Linked DNA regions of Gadus morhua: region 2 is linked to region 1. A link is a contact called in public Hi-C data. All regions are on one chromosome and are shown on one strand. Each heading gives the region's core, a stretch centred on a gene start, on an enhancer-like site or on the middle of the called end of the contact. The rest is flanking DNA. Distances are from core to core; before and after follow the strand shown. Region 1 holds the start of LOC115533165. Region 2 holds the start of il17d (interleukin 17d).

Region 1 (3,902 bases), core at 489-2,988:
GAAACCACCAGGAAATGAAGATGTGGGACCCACAGTGGGACAGGGAACAGAAAGACGCTCTACGGTATTACTGGAGGATGCGGTCGGCATCCTCGCCTCGTACCATTTAGTGTTTTAGCAGTCGCTTCCATATTTGTAAGTGAAAACCGAGACATGTCGTCGAGGAGCAGGTCAGAGTTTGGGGTATCTTGTGCAGGGATGCCAACAGATAGAATGGGCATTGTTTATCAAACTCAGAACCATTTGTCTGGGAGTCAGACACCCCAATCACTACACCACCCATATTCTGCCCCTCATTCCCCTCACTATTATCTTAGTGCAGTTAAGATTCTGGCTATCCTACTAGCCCCAACGCATTTGAGAAAACACTCCCATTGCTGAAACTCAACACATGGTTCGACATAGCCGATCCGGCTAGGGACTGACGGTCTGGACGAGGATACATTAATAAATCATGGAGATGGCTGAGGAGTAGTTCAGTTAGTGTGGTTTACCTGTACATCTGTCTCATGGGCTCGGGAAAGACGGTGGCAAAGCTGAAGTGTGTTCCTTTTTTCCGAGCCTCAGGAAACACCTCCTTCACCAAGCTTGTCAGTTCCTTCAGAGTAGCGTCCATCCTGGGAGCATGAATGCCATGTTAATTACTTCATATAACCTGTTCTGTTTATGCAGAGATTATAGTATGTGATAATGTGTCATTTGGAACCTGCTCGGGTACCGCTGGTTGGGAACGATTTAGGCTACGTGAGAAGGTTCCAGAGGCTACTCCCGAAGATTTATATTTTATTTTCTTAAACCCAAATAAAAAAACAACGAAGACATATTAACTCATGTACTAAAATATATTGTATTGTATGGGGTACATAATGGGAAAAGTGTGGGAGACTACTAGGAGAAAGACATTTAGCCCTTTCCCGGATAAATAAATGATGCTCCGACGAATGGGTCTTTTGGTGGTCTTACCAGGTGTATATCTGCAGCTCGCTAGCCGGGACGTTTCCGCGGGTGAACTCGTCCATGCGGTGATGTCTCCCATTGTTTGTGGTGAACACCCTCAGCAGGAGAGGACATGTCTGTTGGACATCAAGGAACAAACACCATGGAAGTATTATGACGAGAAAATAAACACAAGTAGTCGTGTATGATTTCATATTCTTTAATGGACGATTTCTAATGTCTGTCTTTACGGCAAACATTGATCTTGGTAAACACATCGTCCACTATTGGGGTTTCCAAATAGATGATCAGGAGGACCTTAAAGTAACACAAACAGGCATGAATGCATGAAGTAGGCTTTACTAAATGCATGCCCTATAATATGATAGATAGAAAGAATAGATGGGTGTTCAGTGTGGTGTGCTTGTTAGAACCGCACACGGAATTCAAACAATCGCAGACGTGCAGGAAAACTGACCTTTTCTCTGTCGATGGGCTTCTCCGGCTCTTTCTTTATCTCCTCTTGGGTGACTCTTGACTCCACGGCCATGGTATTTTTCGGCTGCGGTTATTGTTCTCGTGTTACGGCGAAGAGAAAAGTTTTATCAAACGTAAGGCACTACTACTGTACTGCACAATTTTGTGTGTCGGCGCCTAATGATGACGTGTAATCAAACAGGTCCAATCTAGGTACCATCCGCATGGACCTCGTCCAATCGCGTTGTCCAACTACATCGTTGGAGCTGAACTGACCAATGACTGCGCATTTGCGCTCGGAAGACCACCCCCTCTCGCCAGCCACCATTTTGGGAGTCAAAACACCTACCGACCACGTCTCACACACACATACACTCCATGGGCACCACACACACGCATCCGCACGCCTTTTCCCCGCCACGCTATGGTGCACACGTGTGTGGTGTCTGGTTGTAGGAACAGACGAACCCCGGGGACCGCCTTATCGTTTTACCGGTTCCCCCGGGACCCGGAGAGGAAGCAGCGCTGGGTCGACGCGGTGAACCGGCAGGGATGGCAGCCGAACGACGGCAGTCGTCTCTGTAGTAGTCACTTCATCTCCGGTATGGCGGCGCGGGTGGGGGGTGGGCTTGTCAATGAAACGGCAGATAGTCTGGGGTAAGATGGAGTAGCCTGTTTCTTTCTTTAGGGAGAAATTCGAGGTTAAGAAAAATCTTTTGTACTGCAAAATCTTTTTGATTATCCCTAACTTTATCCATCGGAAGAACAGTATAAAGTACATGCTTTTTTGGTCTTTGCAGCCCAAACGTTGTGTTCTCATCTTGTCTATTTATTCTGTGGTCCAGGAAAGCAGGTGAAGAACCCTCGTTCCCCAGACTACGTTCCCTCCCTCTTCTCTCCTCCGGCCCCCGACATGAGGGAACCAGCGGACATGAAGGAACCAGAAGATTTGGAGCTCCGGGACAAACAGCAAGCCCAGGTGGAGGCCGCCAATGCCCTGCTCTTCCTGCAGGGCCAGGGCCGCGACCCAATCCAGACCCAGACCCCTAAAGAAGACCGCCCTGGACCCGAGACCCCCTCGTCGCCCCCCAGTGCCGAAGATGGCGACAGTGAGGAGGCGCGGGACGCTAACTTTGCGAGGGGTAGCAAGAGAGGACGGGTGGCCGTGAAGGAGGAGGAGTCGGTGGGTCTGGAGGAGGCGCTCGGTGCGCTGCAGAACGAGAACCAGTCCCTTAGGGAGGCGCTGGAGAAGATGTCCCTGTCGGAGAGCTCCCTGAGGAACGACCCGGAGAAGGTTCGCTTCTACACGGGCCTGCCCAACTACTACGTCCTGGAGACGGTCATGTGGCTGCTGGCGCCGCACATGGACGACACCACCAAGACCTCGCCCAAGAACCCCATGCGTCTCTCCAAGTTCCAGCAGCTGCTGCTCACCCTGGTGCGGCTGCGGCTGGACCTCCGCCACCAGGACCTGGCGTACCGCTTCGGCGTGCGCCTCGGCACGGTGACCAGGGCGGTGCGCCGCGCGGTGGACGTCATGTCGTCCACGCTGGTGCCCACCGCTGTCTTCTGGCCCTCCAGGGCCGAGCTGCGCAAGAACTTGCCCGCCGCGGTGCGCGCCGCGCACCCCGACTGCGCTGTCATCATCGACTTCTTCACGGTGTCCCTCGAGCGGCCTCCGACCGACCCCCCCCACGGGGACCGACCGGGGAGGGCGGGGCCGGGCGGGAACACTCTCAAGTACCTGATCGGCGTGGCGCCGCAGGGCGTGGTCACCTTTGTCTCCGGGGGCGTGGCCGGCGACGTCGGCGACAAGACCCTGGTGGAAGGGTGCGGCTTCCTCTGCAAGCTCCTCCCAGGCGACGTGGTGCTGGCCAGTCACGGCCTGGACATCGGCGAGTCGGTGGCGGCCCGGGGGGCGTCGTTCAAGATTGCCGGGGGCGGATCAGAGCGAGGGAGCGCCCACTCTCTGCTGGGACACGTGGAGAAGGTCATCGCCATGGTGAGGCGGCGCTACGCCGTGCTGACGGGGCCCGTGGAGAGCTGCTTCGCCTCCGACCGCTCCGCCTTCGACAAGGTGGTGCAGGTGGCGTGCGCCCTGAACAACCTGTGCATCTCCGCCGCACCACTCGAGTGACAGCGGTCAGGACGAGGGCACCTCTCTCCTCATGGCCCATCGCTGCCTGTAATTGGTCACCTATACGCAATTTCCCTTTTAGTTTTGTATGCCGGGCCCTTTAGTGCCGTTTGGAGTATATTTGAGACCAAAAGCCCCCCCCCCCCCCACCCCCCCCCCCAGAAATAGTGAGACAGACAGAACCATGGGACCAGGGTGTGACATTATCTGAGTAATCGTGATTGGTTCAGTTGATGGTCAATAGTACCGAGCGGTTAAACCCTTTCCCTCAGTTAGGACTAGGGTTTGTGGAAGCCAAACACTTAAATACACCACAGATTCATGGGGTGGTAGACTGACAAGACGTTATGAA
Region 2 (4,305 bases), core at 1,312-3,811, 230 kb after region 1:
GCATATGATCTCACACACGACCAATCAAATGAAGGCTTGATGTATTTGATTCTTTTTTTCCCATGATGCTACAGGAGTGGATGTGAAACCAGGTGAGAGATGCGCTAAATTGATCAGATGGATGATTGATCAAACTCATTGATAACTCGGCTGACTAAACAGATAACTGACTGGGTTTTGTGTTTGCAGGGTACAATATAAATGCATTTCTATATCCCGGCATGAACATAACTCTCTCTCTCTCTCTCCCTCTCTCTCACTTTTCTGTCAATGTTTGCACTAGTCACTGTATTGAAACAGGAGAGTGAGATGGGAGAAAGTAAGATACCCTGAAAGGGAGGGGGAGAGAGAGGGTAATATTGTAGGCCAGAGCGGCTGGTGTGAGATATCTGAGAACACTTTGAGCTCTGCCGACATTTTCCTCCAAAGCCTGTGAAGTCTGTATCGGTGACCTGGAATCGGCCTCTATTTATCACTCCCTTCTCCATCCCTTCATCAATTCTTCATCCCCCCCCCCCCTCCATCCACCCATACCCATCTCTCTGTCCATCAATCCATCCATCCAGGCTCTCTGTGTAGAAATGTAAAAAGATGGAGAGACGGGGTGGGAAATACAGGGAGAGGGGAAAAGAGAGTTTTGGAGATGGAAGGATTGAGGGAGGGAGACGGAGGTGGAGAGATAGATGGTCGTAAAGGGAGGGAGATCTAAGTAGTGAGAGGAAGACAGAGAAAGGGAGAAGGAGACTTAAGGAAGAGAGATGGAGATGGAGGTAGAGAGAGGAAGACGAAGGTAGAGAGGGAGATGTTTGTAGAGAGAGGTTAACAGAGGTAGAAAAAGGTGTGGCGATGAAGTGAGATAGATGTAATATTATCACAGTTCCATGTGCAGCAGAACCCTGAACAGCAGACAGAACCTTTAAATGAGTTACAGCATCCTGTAGACCCCACTAATCTACACTACAGCCATAACAATCCCTCCAATACATCCATTATCAATTCCTATCCCCGATATCCACAGTATCAGCGCTCAGTGTTGTGGAAAGCATCATCAGCTGAATGAGGCAATAAAGCCACGCATCTGTTCAGCATTACACGCACGCACGCACGCACGCACACACACACACACACACACACACACACACACACACACACACACACACACACACACACACACACACACACACACACCCACACACACACACACACACACACACACACACACACACACACACACACTGATAAGAAGTTGTGCTGCTCCTGTTGGGCTGCTGCTTGCTGAGTTTCTTTGGCGACCAGGGGTATTATGGTGTGTCTGGGCTGAAGCTCCGCCCCTAGAACGTCCCCAGGACATACTGAACCCAATGGGTCATTACACACGATACTGATACAGAAAGGACACTGGTTGGTGCAGCTTTAAACACTAACACTAACTCTTCCTGCTGTTCACTCATTATCACTTAATAATAATTGTATCACTCTGTCTGTCCAGACAGTGGAAACAGTAGCCAGGGCAACAGTTCCCGTGGTGACCGTCTGAGCACCAAGCTGAAGTCCCTTCCTGGTTCCAACGAACCCTACGAGTCCAGCGGCCAGAGAGATCTAGGTAGAGGGACTATTGGTCATTAAATGAACAGTAAAGTAATAATAAATGAACAGTAACTAAAAGTAACAGTGAAACAGTGAAGAAAATCGATATACTGGTAACATTACAGTACAATAACAGTTACATAATAGTAGCGCAAATAGAGAACATAATAGTGCCAACAGTGATCACTGATTTGTCTCTCTCTCTCTGTCGCCCCCTGGTGGCTCCAGACGCCTCCTACGTGGACCCGCTGGGCCCTCAGACGGAGAGACCGAAGACGGCCGCTAAGAAGCGGGGGGATGAGAGCGACTTCGCGGACGAAGAGCTAGGAGATGACCTACTACCCGAGTGACGGCGTGTTGTGTGTTCTATTTTTTTATATTTATTATAACGTCTGCTCTCATTCAAAAAAATAAATAAATAGCTAGACTTTATATAACTGATCTGAACCGCCATGTTTGTTGGACGTTTATTTTACAAACACGTTTTGACAAGGCCATTTGTTTATATATAGAGTAGGCTAACTTCTTATATATAGCCCAGACATTATGGACTACTCGCAGAGATTACGTTTCGTTTCCAACTGTTCTTTTTTTGTGCAACAACTCCAGCCTCACTTCCTTCAGACACAGAGCAATTCCTGCAGGACTGTGAGACACACGTGGGTGTTGAGGGGTTCCGCTGTTTGTTTTTCCACCTTATGGCCGTCAGGATTTCCGTCTTCTGGGAATCTGGTGGAACCTCAGCAGAAGGTTTCCAACTTAAATCCAACCAGACTCACGGACGCAGTGGGTCTCTTATAGATATACGCTCTCATCTTTCCATTACCCTTCCTCGTTCGCCCTGACGCACATGTATAGCCCATAAATCTAGAAATATTTTGATTAAACATTTTTTTAAATAATAACCGCTGTATCTCTTGTTTTCCTATTTCTTTCCTATTTATTATTGCTGTGACTAGACGTTTGTTTCCAGCCGAAATCTGAACGGAACATATCCGAGCCTCTCTTGGCTGCTGCATACCTCCACATCTTGTTCCGATGATGGGGAGGAGGAGGGAGCGGGGAAGAGAGGAGGAGGACAGACCGACAGCGGTGCGCGCGGAGCCAAGTCTCTCCGTCTCGTTTGTGGGCTACATCTTCTCTGTCCTCGCTCACGCGACGCCTCGTGGGTTTGTTCTTTATTTAGCGAGGTGCAGTTTCCTTCACGGTCGGGTCTCGAGTGTCGCGGTTACGGTTCGATTTTAGATTCCGTGAGGAAAAGCGTGCGAAAAACCGCTCCGTTGCGCAATTGGACACAAACTTATAGCCTACTTTTCCACATTGGAACTACGGGAATTGTTTAATATCCTATATTTAGTAAAGTTGTAAAGTAGTGTGTGTTGTTGTTGGAGCTCTCCGTCACTCACCGGGGTAGACTACGGTGAACGGACACCGGGTCTCCATGTGGTGGTTGAAACGGCGCGCGACGCTGCTCCGGCTGGGCGTGCTCGTGCTGCTCCTCTACCTGCTCCAGGTCGCGGCGGCGGACGTGACGCGCGCGGGGCGCGTGAAAAAGAAGAAGCCTGTGCTTGTGGCGTCCTCGCGGACCCGCCGGTGTCTGGACCTCCAGGAGGAGATCCTCGAGCAGATGCTCGGTCGCCTATCGGTGGGGGTCCTCCAGGCTTTTCACCAAACACTGCAGATCGCGCCCAGCGAACGGCACAACCTCACCTGCCCCGCGGCCGGCCGCCTACTCCAAAGTGACTCCAAGACCCGCGTGCCGGTCAACCTGCTCAGCCTATCTCCCTGGGCCTACCGGTAGGACTACTAAGATACTTGTTCTGTCATTTATCGGACGCTTTGGTCCTAAGTTACATAGTGAGTTCAGAGACATGTCATCAAGGAGCAGGGTTGACGGATGAGTCGGGTCATTAAGGATCAGCTATGGGTTGCACGGTGCAGAGACGGGTCATTAAGGATCAGCTATGGGTTGGAGAGTGCAGAGACGGGTCATTAAGGATCAGCTATGGGTTGTTGGACAGTGCAGGGACGGGTCATTAAGGATCAGCTATGGGTTGGACAGTGGAGAGACGGGTCATTAAGGAGCAGCTATTTCTTGGAGGACAGTGGAGACACTGGCCATTAGGAGTAGGTACAGGGGTTAGGCCTTATACTTATATGTCTAGGAAGCATTAGGAATTCCACACAGTCGGCAAGATTTTGGCACTGACACCGATATGAGCATTGCAATGTATATGGATTTGGCGGAAAATGTATTACAAACACGTGCGTAAAAACTGCTTTTATGTGTAGTCGTAGTCCCATAGGCCTACTTAATTTTCCTTGTTTTCTGTTACTCCTTTGCAAAGTTTGAGGCGGCCTGAAATTTAAGAATTTCATTGCCATCAATGGCTTCTATTATTTTGTGATAGAAGCCATTATTTTGTGTAACAAATAGCTTACTTTTTCTGCTGCTCATATTTTTTTAGCATCTCCCACGACCCCTTGAGGTACCCGCGCTTCATCCCCGAGGCCTACTGCCTGTGCACGGGCTGTCTGACGGGACCCGGTGGCAAGGAGAGCGTGCGGCACCGCAGCACGCCCGTCTACACGCCCACCGTCATTCTGCGACGCACGGGTGCGTGCGTCGCGGGCCGCCACTCTTACGTGGAGAGCTATGTGTCCTTGGCCGTTGGGTGCACGTGCGTCCCGCTGCTCGCCGAGGACCGAGAGGCGCAG

The links. A called contact is a pair of places that touch in the nucleus more often than the background predicts.
Region 2: a contact with region 1 is called in a Hi-C map of blood, with 11 times the contacts expected there. The contact joins the promoter of il17d here to the promoter of LOC115533165 in region 1. A contact is called at or near these places in 2 of 6 Hi-C or Micro-C datasets (blood and gill).

What each region holds. Positions count from the first base shown.
Region 1 is chr20:7,637,707-7,641,608 of gadMor3.0, forward strand. LOC115533165 reads left to right here and starts at 1,739. Exons shown (of 2, transcript XM_030343493.1): 1 at 1,739-2,015; 2 at 2,259-3,902. The coding sequence starts at 1,838. The coding sequence ends at 3,550. sap18 (Sin3A-associated protein) reads right to left here and starts at 1,762. Exons shown (of 4, transcript XM_030343497.1): 1 at 1,415-1,762; 2 at 964-1,073; 3 at 495-617. The coding sequence starts at 1,486.
Region 2 is chr20:7,861,929-7,866,233 of gadMor3.0, forward strand. il17d (interleukin 17d) reads left to right here and starts at 2,562. Exons shown (of 2, transcript XM_030343790.1): 1 at 2,562-3,384; 2 at 4,056-4,305. The coding sequence starts at 3,029. ift88 (intraflagellar transport 88 homolog) reads left to right here. Exons shown (of 24, transcript XM_030343789.1): 23 at 1,490-1,603; 24 at 1,816-2,492. The coding sequence ends at 1,937.